Regions from separate parts of the Mus musculus genome. Here region 1 is linked to region 2. Evidence: chromatin contacts called from public Hi-C data. All regions are on one chromosome and are shown on one strand. Each heading gives the region's core, a stretch centred on a gene start, on an enhancer-like site or on the middle of the called end of the contact. The rest is flanking DNA. Distances are from core to core; before and after follow the strand shown.

Region 1 (6,187 bases), core at 2,347-4,846, 530 kb before region 2:
CTCATTCCTAACAGCTCAGCTCCTCCCTGTCAGGGACCCTGAGGAAGCTGGCTTCTGCAGCAGCTGTGGGAGGAAGCGTCCCTCCGGTAGCTGCTGGGAGCAGACAGTGGGAGAAGCAAAGAGAATCTCTTGGGGGAACCACTGTTTGTGATTTGACAGTGTAAACAACAGAAAACAAAACCCTTGGGTCCAGGAGCACAGACAAGCTGTATAAGGCTTTCTCATCTGCATCAGGCTAGCTTATTCACCCTCCTGGGTTTACTGACTTCTTAAAGGTGCTCTTGTCTGTAGATGTAATGACATCAAGACTTCTCCATCTTAGGAAATGTTTGTCAAGTCTCTGCCTGTCACCATCTGTGAGCCTATTTCTTCTATATCTTCCTGATGGGTTGTTCCAATGACACCTGTAAGTGAGCCAGTCTGGGGCTGTGTTTTTATTTTTTCAAAAGTGAGTGCTCATAAGAGGAAGCCATAATGATGTACTGTTGTCTTGCGTCACTGTCCCCTTTCAGCCTGGCCTATGCCTGTTCACATCCGTCATCAAGCACAGCATCTGTATTCCCTCACCCAGACAAGGCCTCAGATGACAGGGGACTCAGACAAAAGCTTGACTACATGCCCCACATCACATGCCAAAGCATGGAAAGACTAGAACACCCCCGAAACATGCCCTTTGTCCATCAGATCCCTGCAACACTCCTTTTGCGTTAAGAACTCACTAAAATCATCATGTTGGCATGTACTTTAAGGCAGCCTTCATTGCTAATGGTGGTGGCGTGGCATAAATAGTAGCTGTCTACCGTGGCTCACATATTTGAGCATCCCCAGTGGATCTGCTTGGGTTATGACACTTAAAGACAGGAGCCTTGCGAGGAGTCGTGTGTCCCTGATGGCAGGCTTTGAGAATTTATTGCTTCGCCCTACTTCCAACCTCACCCATCAACGGCCTTTTGTGGAAAGCTGCGAGCCTACTCTTCGCTCCTGCTTGATTCTGTCCAGCCTACGAGGACAGTAGAAGGAGTTGTGTTTGTGCCTAGAACTGTGGAAAGTTGACAAGCAACCACAAGATGGAGCTGGTGCACAGGAGAAGTCCAAGTTAATGAGGGCTGGAAGACGCTGCGTTTCAACATCCAGGGCAGAAAACTGACATCTCACTGAAAGATAAAGACAATATTTTAAGAAGATGTATGCTCCAAACTTTTCATAAAGTCAAAGTGTTGTTCATAACAGATTCCAAATTTACTCTTTAACGATCTTGCAGCTTCCTTCTGGGAAAAATAACGCAGAACTATGACACGAGAAGTATCTTCCCCAGAGACTCTGCCGGTACCGAAGTAGCTTCCTCGTCCTTTTTCTTTAGCTTTAAAATGCTCATTCTTCCATATTTTCAGTGGCAGTGCCATGATGTAAAAGAGAAATGCATTTATTTACTTAATTTACAGATGTCTATGCCCTCTGTGTTTCATGTTAAAAACAAGTGAACAGCATTTGGTACTTCCAATCAGGGTGCCTTTGCTATTGGGACTCTTACCTCTCAACCTAAACTAAACCACTCTCCAAGCCCTGTTGGACCCCAATGAGGCATACTGCAAGATCTTGGCAATGTGTGACTAATAGATAACCTAAGGTGTGCTGAGCACTTAGGAAATCCAGAAGAGGTCACTAGATCCCCAAGACCACAAAATAGGCTATGGCCAGGTGACCATGGATCCTGGGGTGTGGGGAGTGCACAGAGCAGGCTGTCTGCTCCTTCCACCACAGTGTGCAGCCTGCGTGTCGCTAACGCAAAACCCAGAGCATCCTGTTGAGAAATGGAAACCTAAAAATAGACCTGCAAAGAGTACAGTACTGTGCCCTTGGCTTGAAAAATCTGCCCAGCACTGTGACAAAAAAAAAAAAAAAAAAAAAAAAAAAAAAAAAAAAGCCTTTTCTATGACGACTGTGCTCACAAAAGCCATTTTTCATCTTCATATTGGCTCCAAGGAAAAGCATCCTCAGAAAGAGTGTGCCTTGGCTGTCCTTCAACTGTAAGATTATTGCATTTGGCTCTGGTTGTTCTGGACATTAGCTATCTGTGTAAAGTTTCTGAAATGCCTCAAACAAAAGGTTAAAGGTTACAGATTAGATTAATAGTGACATTCAAGCAAATCTGCTATTACAGTGTGTATCTGATATTTGATGATACTTGGCAAAAATTCAAGGACAAGGAGGGGGGAAGATGACTGCTTTCAGTATTTCCTACAGTTATATACATGCTTTAGAGTTTTCGGCAATAAACAATGACATTTCTAAGGCAATTTGGCTCAGAGAGCCCACCAAATATATGTGTTTAATTTTTAGCAGTTGAATCCTAATTTAATTGTCTATAATTGGATGAATTGTTAGTTATAATAGTATTTGTAATAGCAAAGAATGTCAAAGGAAATTCCTAGTATGTATTTTATATGTATTTCAAGGCTAGATCTTAACTGGTTTTTTTTAAATCTATTTTAAAGACTTTATAGACTTGTGTAACTTTTTAAGAACAGCTGCCTCAAGTTAAATAACAAATACTTCTCAAAGACTCTTTCAGGTTCAATGTTCCTTCCATGGACTGCAAAGTCTGGGGAAATGGACTTGGTTAAGAAGCCCAGAATCCCTGAAAGGATGCTTGAAATGGTATTTAATACCTGTGAAGAGAGGAACAACCATTGGTTTAAAGTTCCACTGTAAAGATTGGTAAATAATGCTGATTACAGGTCTCATTCAAACGGTAAACAATGAACATGGGCTGAAGGGAGAATAGTGCTCTGAATTGCTCTTGATCTCAGAGTTGTGCCTATTGATCAGCCTAGCAATAACTGAGCTAATCGTAGGTAAGAAATCCAAATGCTTTAGAAAGTCCTTAGCCGTGTGAGCGCAGGATACCCGTTCTTTGTTCTTGTGCAGTATTTTAGTGAGGAAAGTCTTCAAACAACCATGTATTTAAAATAAATTCTAGGGTTAACCCAAGTCAGATAAGACTCCCTTTCAACTCTTCTCGGTACCTCATAAAGAACCACTTGTGTGTTCCTTCTAAATCAGCAAACGAGCTCTGAACATTTACTCTAGGCCTGGCACACAAGAGAAACAAGCAGCACTCAGCCTTCTGTGAGGTAATTACTGACCTCGAGTTGGCTTTTTTTCTAATAAGCTCAAAAGTAATGACTCCTTGTAAAATAGTAAATTTGCACTTTAGATTAAATTTTTTTCAGGAACTTCTGGCAAAGTTTCAAGTATAAAGTCATAAAGAAGAAATACACTAAAAACAATGCAAAGTCGCTCCAAAAATCACAAGGAAAACTTAAAGCCAATTCTGAATTGCGAACATTTTCACTTTCCATTAACTTGCGTTGAGACCCAATGTACCCCATCACACGGGGAGCTTCCATCCTTTTAAATTCATTTGCAGGCTGTATTTCCTTAGAAGTTGATCACTCCTATCTTAATTTAAACAGCCGCATATAAGCATCTTACTAATGAAAATTTAAAAGTGGAAAACTCTTACAAATGTATTGGCCAAGAAACGAGTCAGTGCTAGAGTTTGCCAGGTGGGGGCAGCAGAGAGTGCTTGCTGTGACAGCTGAGGACCTCAAGACCAGGTGGTTGCCAGGAAACCTTCAGGGCACCTGAGAACTGAGGAAGCTCCATCTGTCAGGCAAAGTTAGCTGAATGGAAAGGCTGGCAGTAGGAAGCACAAGCCAGAAGAAAGAAGCAAAGGAGACAAGAAAAATGAATGCAAGGCAGAAAGAAGCCGCAAACCCTTACTGTAAATAGGTCACCGCAAAGAAAGGACTTAATTGCTCACACTTTGCAATTTTCAAGTGTAAAGCAAATATAGTGATGTTAGCACTTCACAGAATGATCATCACAAGGCTATGCCACGATGCATGTAAAGTGCTCAGTGCATTGCCCATCGGGGGTCGCAGAGAAGAGGGGACAAACACAAAAAAGGAGCTGTTATTGCTTCCTGCTGCACTTGCTGAGAGGCTGACAAACCGAAGCTGAAGGCCAGCATCAGAGAAGAAAGCCAACAGAAATCCATACCGGTCATAGACTCCCATTATGTGGAGACAGCAATGGGACAACGGGAGCTGCGATAGTGGTCAATCGCATGATGGCTCTCTATAGCTCAAAGTCTGTCTCCCAGGAAGATCCATCAACCTCTCGTCTGCCTGAAAGATAACCTGCCAGGAATCCCGTCACTTAACTGAGGTGGAAAGCAACTCTTGTGTTCTTTCAAAATAAGACCAGTTGTCTGGCGTCTTGACTTCAGAGCAAGAGTGGGAATCCCGGAAGGGGGTTGGGGGGGGGGGGAGTTTCCAGAGTGGCAGGGTAGGGCGCCCCCTTGAGGTTGTTATTTGCCAAAGCAGTTCTTTAGGGTTGTTTGGTTTGTTTGTTATTTGGTTGGTTGGTTGGTTGGTTGGTGTCAATGCTAATGACCCTTCTATTTGTAAAACTGCGGAGTACATATCTCCTGTTCTTGGAGAAGAAGGTAATGTTCTCATAGGTCTAAGCACAGGCTGCATTCTGCAAGGGGTTAAGTGCTCTCTGCCTCACAGTGGGAACTTGAGACTTAAACAGACTAAGCTCTTGAATTCAAAGAGGTGGTGTGTGGTGGGGATTGGGGGAGTGTAAACTGTTGTTTGCAAACTGAACACACACACTATACCACCGAAGAGTCTAGATATTGGGTTGAATTCTTTTTTGGGGGTGCAGGGATAGCAGCTTGTTCCCCGTTGGAGTCTTCCTGAGGTAGAAGACGAACCAACTTTAGAAGCTGGGAGATAAGAGGCTTGTTTGCATAAAGAAGACTCATGGAGTACATGAGACTGAGGCTTGCAAAGGCCTAGGAGTCTGTCGTAGAATCTGAGGGCCTCTGGACCTGCAGAGGCTATCAGGGGTTACACTGCAAACCTAGTTGTTGAGGCTCACCCACGAATCCTCCACTATCACTGTAACATCAAACATGCAACATGCTCTTAGTAGGGTTTTTATTAAGTATCGCAGTTACCCGTTTCTAATAAGTAGTGCAGTCACATAAATCTACAGAAATATTCAACCTCAAGCGTCACCCACTCATTTCACTCCTCCGCTGCTGATACCAGTAAGTGCTACCTCCTAATTCTGCTTCCAAACAGGCTCGCCCAGCTGCTCCAAACCACTTGACCCAGTGTGTGCAGTTTCAATCTGGGAGACAGTTGGATCTCCCTTCCAGTCTCGACCCGGATACTCACTCCTCACAGAGAAGCCTGAAAATCCTTCTTAAAATATCAATTAAGCCTATTGATTTCCCTGCCCGTATCTCAGTGATCTTAGGATGAAGACTGGAGTGCAGTTAGCCAGGCGTGGTGGCTCATAACACTAATTCCCAGGGGCAGGAAGATTACAAGCCTGGCCTATAATCTTCTCAAAGTCCTCTAAAGGAAAAGACTGACAGGGCTCCAGAACTCAGGTTGGATCCTTGGGACCCACACAATGGAAGGAATTCCCAACTTCACACCTATGCTGTGGTGCCCCTCTCAGCTCCAGTGAATAAATAAATATAATAAAAAGTCTCACTGAAATATTCAGCAGCACACACAGCCAAGACTGTACTTAGTGGGCTGTGGAGAACACAGTAAGAGCCTGGCCCCTGGAAAGAGCTATTCAGGAAACCCCGTGAGACAGCTGAGTGGCCACTCAAGCCATGAGCTTCTGTGTAGGAGAAAAAGAAGAACACAGTAAACTGGGCCTAGAACACACACCCATAATCCCATCCCTCTAGATGCTGAGACAGGGGGATAACAAGTTAAGAGCTAATCTGAGCTGTATAGCAAGATACTAAAATCATCAAGGAAGAGGGAGGAGGGGAGAATGCGACAGGCTTGAGGAAGGGGTTGTTCTACGGAAATCCAGTAGAAGAGTGGACTCCCTGTTCCTACTGGCAAGATGGCAGTGTCTGAGCCCGATGATAAGGCATCACAGATCAACAGTAGCATCCTCAACCCAGTGAATGAAGCAGTTTCATTACACGCCAAAGGAACCCCAGTTATCTTACATTGAGAAGTAATAGGAACCGAGACCTGTGCTGTTTACATACGAGAGTGTTGGTCTCTCTCCAGCACCTGCTAAGCAAGCAGCTCCACACCACTCATCTCACATGTTTAAGTACCATCATGTTATAGTG
Region 2 (6,008 bases), core at 1,888-4,387:
TCTTCAACTGCATAGTGAGATCAAGAGTCTGGCTTAGCCTGAGCTACATAAGAGGACATTTCAAACAAGCAAAGAAACAAAGTTAGGACACTTAAGTATTTTCTAGATAGATGTCAAATAAAATTTTGTTTCAGAGCCCAGACTTATTGGTTGGTGATATTTACTAAGCATTTACAAACTTCTAGTTACTGGTCCAAAATTTTTCATCTGGTAACTTATCTAGCCCTAAAACTCTAGGGTTTCATACGTAATAAAAATAATAATAATAAAAAAAAAACTCTAGGGTTTCTATCCAACACTATCTGTATCACTCATGGGCAAAGTGCTTATGGCTAGTAAACACTTTCAAACATAAAACAACATGAACTTCATCAGTTTTCTTCTTTTTCAAGAGAAGACTTGTGGGTCCGTGAGAAATCAGTATTCCTAATATCCTCTATAATTCAACCGAAGTCTCTCGAGAAGAGGAGTGGGGCTGTCAGGGCTGTCAGTCTCCCCTGCCTTGCCCCCTTGGATTTCCTAAGACTCAGAACCTTTCTCCCTTATCTTTCTCACAGCAAACCTTGAAGAAAAAATGGGTGGAGCTCAGGTCTCTGCACTTACAGGAACAGCGCCTGTTGCATGGTAAGCTCAATTTCCTGGCAGGAAACCGCATTCTCGTCACACCCTCTCAGCATTTCTGCCTCCAAATATTTTCAGACCATCACTATTAGAGTAAAAGTTTGCTTAGCACCAGTGAAGGCTACTGGTCTGCGCTTTGCTGGGATGAATACTGGAGTGACTGTGCTTGGAGCAGGCTGAGTCATGCTACACTCTCTTTTCTATACACACTACATATGCCTTTGAAAACATGCATGGACTTGGGAATTACACATTTGGAAGAGGTAACCAAAGATTGCAGAGGAGCCAGAGGAAACATTGCCTGCCATTTGTACCCCATCAGCCAATGAGTTATATTCCTGAAAATGATTCTGGCTGGAGCTATTTTAATGAAAATGGCTGTGTACTTTATAGGTAGAGCATCAACCATTTTCCAAATTCCATTAGTTATATATGCAGAGAATCTTAGGACCAAATCAGACAGACAAGATTATTATGTTAAGATGTATTTGTACTCTCTTGTTTTGAAGCAAGGAGTTGAATCTAGTTGTTAGTTTGCTCTTTTGCTGTGTCACTTGAGGTCAGTCCAGACAGTGTCCTGCTATATGGCCCTGCCTATTCTGATGCTCACTAAGTAGTCCAAGGGAAACTTATACGTTAGCCTCCCAAGCACTGAAATGTCAGGCATGCATCACCATAGCTGGCAGGAGGGAACACTGTGCACAAATAATTTACTGGAGTCATTAGCTGTGTGGGTTGGAATGTAGGTTATCTCATCTAACCTCTATCTAGAAATTGGAATATTTGTTCAAATGGTAACTACTTGGCGGAAAAAGATTCAACTTAAAAATAATTTAAAATCGAGTCATAAAACCATTAAAAACTGTACAAATTCATGACTATCATTACATGTGTGTGTGTGTGTGTGTGTGTGTGTGTGTGTGTGTGTGTGTATGATGTGATGTGGCCAAAATAAATTTGCTCCTTAGACATTTATTTATTTATCTATTTATTTACTTTGGTGGTAAAAGCTTTTACAATATCTTCCTTTTAGATTTTGGAAGTCACAGTAGACTTGTGAGCTGTAGTCACCCTACCATGTAACACACCACACTCTTATCTAATTGTAACCAGTGCCCATGGATTACGGTTTCAGGAAACCTCTCTCCTCGCTACTCAGCCTCTGGTAACCACCGTTCTATCCCCAATAACCATCAGAACATTGCTAGATTCTGCCCGTAATGAGATGATGTCATATTTGTGTTCTTGTGCTTTTTTCATTTAACACATCCATGTTCATACATGCCATCACAAATATGAATTTTTTTCTTTTTGTTGTGTGTGAATGGAATTCCTCTATGCATCTGCAGTATTTTCTTCCCACATTCATCAGTTAACAGATATCTTTGCAGATCCCATGTTTTGGCTACTGTGAATGAGCTGAGCATGCGAGCACAGGTTTTGTTGAAATACCGATCCTGTTTCCTATGGATATCCATACGCTAGTGACAGTACTGGGTTATATGGCAGTTTGCTGTTTGTTTTTTTGTGGAGCCTCTGTACTGTTTTCCATGGCAGCTGAACTGTGTGAATTTATTTTTCCCCATCACCACTGATTTTTTTTTATCTTGTATCTATTTGGTGTAAGCATCTTACAGGGGTGAGATGACTCTCATCCTGTTTTTATTTGTGCTTCTCAGTTGATTAATGATGCCACATATTTTTCATATATCTTTTGGCCAATTTCATGTCTTCTGACAAATATCTATCCCAAAGTCTATTCAACTTTGTATCTTATAGTCTTTTATTTTTTTCTGTCTTCTAAAGTTCCTTTATAGTCTTAATTATTATTTAGGCATTGATTAACAGTTTAGAGACTTGGTTTTCACTTTATACTAGACAAGTTTGAAACACACACACACACACACACACACACACACACACAGAGAGAGAGAGAGAGAGAGAGAGAGAGAGAGAGAGATTATTTTTTAATTAATTAATTAATTAATTTTTAATTGGGTATTTATTTCATTTACATTTCCAATGCTATCCCAAAAGTCCCCCACATGCTCCCCCACCCACTCCCACTTCTTGGCCCTGGCATTCCCCTGTACTGAGGCAGATAAAGTTTGCACGACCAATGGGCCAGAGAGAGAGATTCTTGAAACCTTATTCAACTTCCTGCTTTTCATAGACGTGGAGTGTTTCAGAAGCCTTTGCTGAACTACTGAAGGTTTCTGAACAGCCCAGCATACAGTTTTCACATGGACAGGAATAGTCTTAAGTAGATCTAATATCAGGAGCTACATTGGTACACATTTTTTGAGGGACTAGAGGTCTTCATTCATCTGCTTTTTCCTAGAACTAGAGGAAGTACTCAGGACACGGGGGTCTATAAAGCAATTGCTCTTCCATCCGGATTTATCAGCAGCGAAAGACAAAACAACCCAGTTGTAGCAGAAAGGAAGCATGATGTAGATGTAAACTGGCTGTGCTTGGCTTCATAGATCAAATGGAGGCAGAACAGTCTCTTTCTACATTGTCAACCAAAGCCACAGGAGAACAGAGTAAAGAGAACTAACACAGGATGCCTTTTGGAGGACTTGGCAACCTGTACCTTTTTTTTTTTTTTAAATAGACTCACATTCTCAGTTATGGTTTTCTGAGCACACTAGCTGTCCAAGCAATGAGAAACAGGTGGGCAGGAGAGAATGTGACTCATACTTCCGTTTGGGGAACCCATTTGTGGGTTATAAAGCACTGACAGGAAAACTTGGCCAAGCAGCTAGAATTCTGAGGAGAGAGGTGCTTTCTAAGCACAGCAGCATCCTAAAACATTCAGCCATTCTCAGAGGAAATTTGGGATATTGAGACTGGAAGGTATAATTGGTTCCATAAACCTTTTATAAGCACATGTTCTGGTTTGTAGCTGTTTTCCCCATATAAGTTAGATAGCTTTATAATAAGCTTCCGATTCTTTACAGAGACAGATCATAAGAACCAGAGAAGAACTTTCTGAGCATCTATTTTGACCTCCCTTCTGTGAGCATTTTCATAAAAGTTTCCGGGGTTACACAATTTAAGACATTAGCACTTGGAGGTTCACAGAGTCACACTGTCTCAGTGTCATTTGCATTGAACTGATTTCAAGTCAAGTACAGTCCTCTCTGCCACTAAGATAAGTCAGCTTACAAAAAATAAAAGTTTTATTTGATTCAGTGTTCAAAGGTTTCAGTCCATAATAAACTGGCTTGGGCCTGTGATAGTACATCGTGGCAGAAACACTCAGCAGACTAAAATTGCTGTTAGTGGCTAGAGAGTGAGGGAAAACGGAGCAAGAAACAGAAGTTTTAATCCAAGACTAAATTTTCCCGGGAGGTAGCAACTTTTAAAATTTTCACCATCTCCCAGTAGCATCTCCATGCAAACCTTCTGGAGTACATTCTAGATCCAAGCTATGGGCATGGATTATCTTGCTTAAATGTATTCTAAGTTATAATTTTCATGACCTTCTTATAGCTAGTCCATGGGTGCTAGCTTGGTTAACCCTCCTAACTTTATTTGTGCAAGTGAAAACTTGGGCCAGAGAATATGTCCTTCCTCTCTTGAGTTCTTTGAAGTTGGGTGTGCTTTCTTGTAGGGACTGCTGGTTGAATTCAACTCACAATAGACTCTTCTCTGTATTGTAGGAGACACAGCAAACTCCCCAAATTTGGAAAACATGGACCTCGACGAGTCGTCCTTGTTTGGAAATCTGCTGGGGCCGAGTCCAGCCCTCCTGGACCGGCATCGACTGTCCAGTGAGAGCAGTTGTAAGAGTTGGCTGAGCTCCCTCACAGTGGACAGTGAGGACGGCTACCGGAGCAGTATGTCTGAGGACTCCATCCGGGGTGCCTTCAGCCGGCAGACCAGCACCGACGATGAGTGCTTTCACTCTAAGGATGGAGACGAGATTCTGCGGAATGCTTCTTCCAGGAGAAACCGGAGCATCAGTGTCACTAGTAGTGGGTCCTTTTCTCCCTTGTGGGAGAGCAATTACTCAAGCGTGTTTGGGACCCTGCCCCGGAAAAGCAGACGGGGTAGTGTCCGGAAACAAATTTTGAAATTCATCCCTGGCCTTCATCGTGCAGTGGAAGAGGAAGAGAGTCGCTTTTGATGGGCTGCTGCAGACCTTTTGAATTGGCTTGTTTCACAATCCTCTCTCTACCCGCCAAGATGAACCCCTGGCTTAGTGGGAAAGTACAGATAGACTGTGAAGCTCACATCCCATCTCACAGCAGCAGTGACCTTTAAGTTCTTATATTGTTATTTTTGGGGTCTTATATCAGAGGTTTGTTTTTGTTCGTTTGTTTGTTTCAATCAGTAGTGTTCAACTTCTAAACAGACATCACAAGAGGAAAGTAATAGGTTAAATAATGTAATAATATGTCTGCTCATTCTAATGCTGGCCAGGAAAGTACAAAAATATTTATTATACTGACCATGCATGTAAAAAGTGGAGAATTCTTAGATCAAGTAAGAATATAGACCGACAGAATATAATTATTGGGTTGCTTTTAATATGTTAATTTGATAGACTACAAAACCTCCTATTTGCTTCATTTACTCTGTAGCCTCTGGGAGCTTGCCCAAGAGAGAATTAAAATTGTTTTCAAACCATTAAAGGATCATAAAACATAGCATCATACGCATCTTCTCACTTCAGCAGTGACAGTGAGGCGGGAGAGATGCCTAGTATTGGTGCAGAGGAGAGCTCTTGGTGCTGGGATCCTATGCCACTCCCCACTCCATCTCTAAACAGAGTGAGTGAGACTCTCATTATTTTCGCCCATTTCAATTTTTATTTTCTGCCTGAACATTCATGCCAAGGCCAGAAATCTCAGGATCAAATCTATAGATCTGTGATTGTATTTTCTGCAAATGTCTAAAATTCTAAAAATGAGAATGGGGAAGGAACATTTCTTCTGTATGTTTATCTCCTGCTACACCTCATTAAACATTCCACATAGGTATCACCTCAGCTCGAAGTTCCTTGTTAGCTGTGCTTGTATTGTACTCTCACCTGTCAATCATGCTCTATGTTATTTCAACATCCATTAAACTCTGTTCTGGTGATACAGCTGTTCATTACCTGTATGCTCAAGTAAATAACCATGTGATAAAGACTTAGGTTGATTCCAAGCACACTCTCTCCCTCCACCCTTTCGGGGTGTGTGTGTGTGTGTGTGTGTGTGTGTGTGTGTGTATGTGTTTGTGTGTCTTCAACAGAGCTGATACATTTAAGTGAATTTCTAGTTGGTCTATAGAAAGCAATTTTGATTTTTAAAAAAGTGAAGTAAAGTCTGTAGGATAATAAGTAGTAAAATTTATCTAAGTGGGACCTGCTGCCTATAAACTCTTTGAACTAA

What was found. A called contact is a pair of places that touch in the nucleus more often than the background predicts.
Region 1: a Hi-C map of cerebellar granule neurons shows a contact between it and region 2, with 2.7 times the contacts expected there. The contact joins two enhancer-like sites. A contact is called at or near these places in 1 of 15 datasets of contacts at CTCF or cohesin (the NIH/3T3 cell line), 2 of 484 Hi-C or Micro-C datasets (cerebellar granule neurons and cerebellum) and 2 of 115 datasets of contacts at active chromatin or transcription factors (embryonic stem cells and large pre-B cells).

Annotation. Positions count from the first base shown.
Region 1 is chr2:58,663,045-58,669,231 of GRCm38.p6, reverse strand. It overlaps a transcript of Upp2 not described here. Among named protein-coding and RNA genes, the nearest start is that of Upp2, 89 kb to the left of the region's middle. Within about 2 kb of position 3,596, at least 6 of the 459 cell types and tissues checked have an H3K27ac peak or open chromatin away from gene starts, as enhancers often do. A contact at or near this core is called in cerebellar granule neurons and cerebellum, where this site is marked.
Region 2 is chr2:58,132,475-58,138,482 of GRCm38.p6, reverse strand. It overlaps Cytip (cytohesin 1 interacting protein), which reads left to right. Exons shown (of 8, transcript NM_139200.4): 7 at 558-624; 8 at 4,290-6,008. The coding sequence ends at 4,756. Among named protein-coding and RNA genes, the nearest start is that of Cytip, 25 kb to the left of the region's middle. Within about 2 kb of position 3,137, at least 71 of the 459 cell types and tissues checked have an H3K27ac peak or open chromatin away from gene starts, as enhancers often do. A contact at or near this core is called in cerebellar granule neurons and cerebellum, where this site is marked.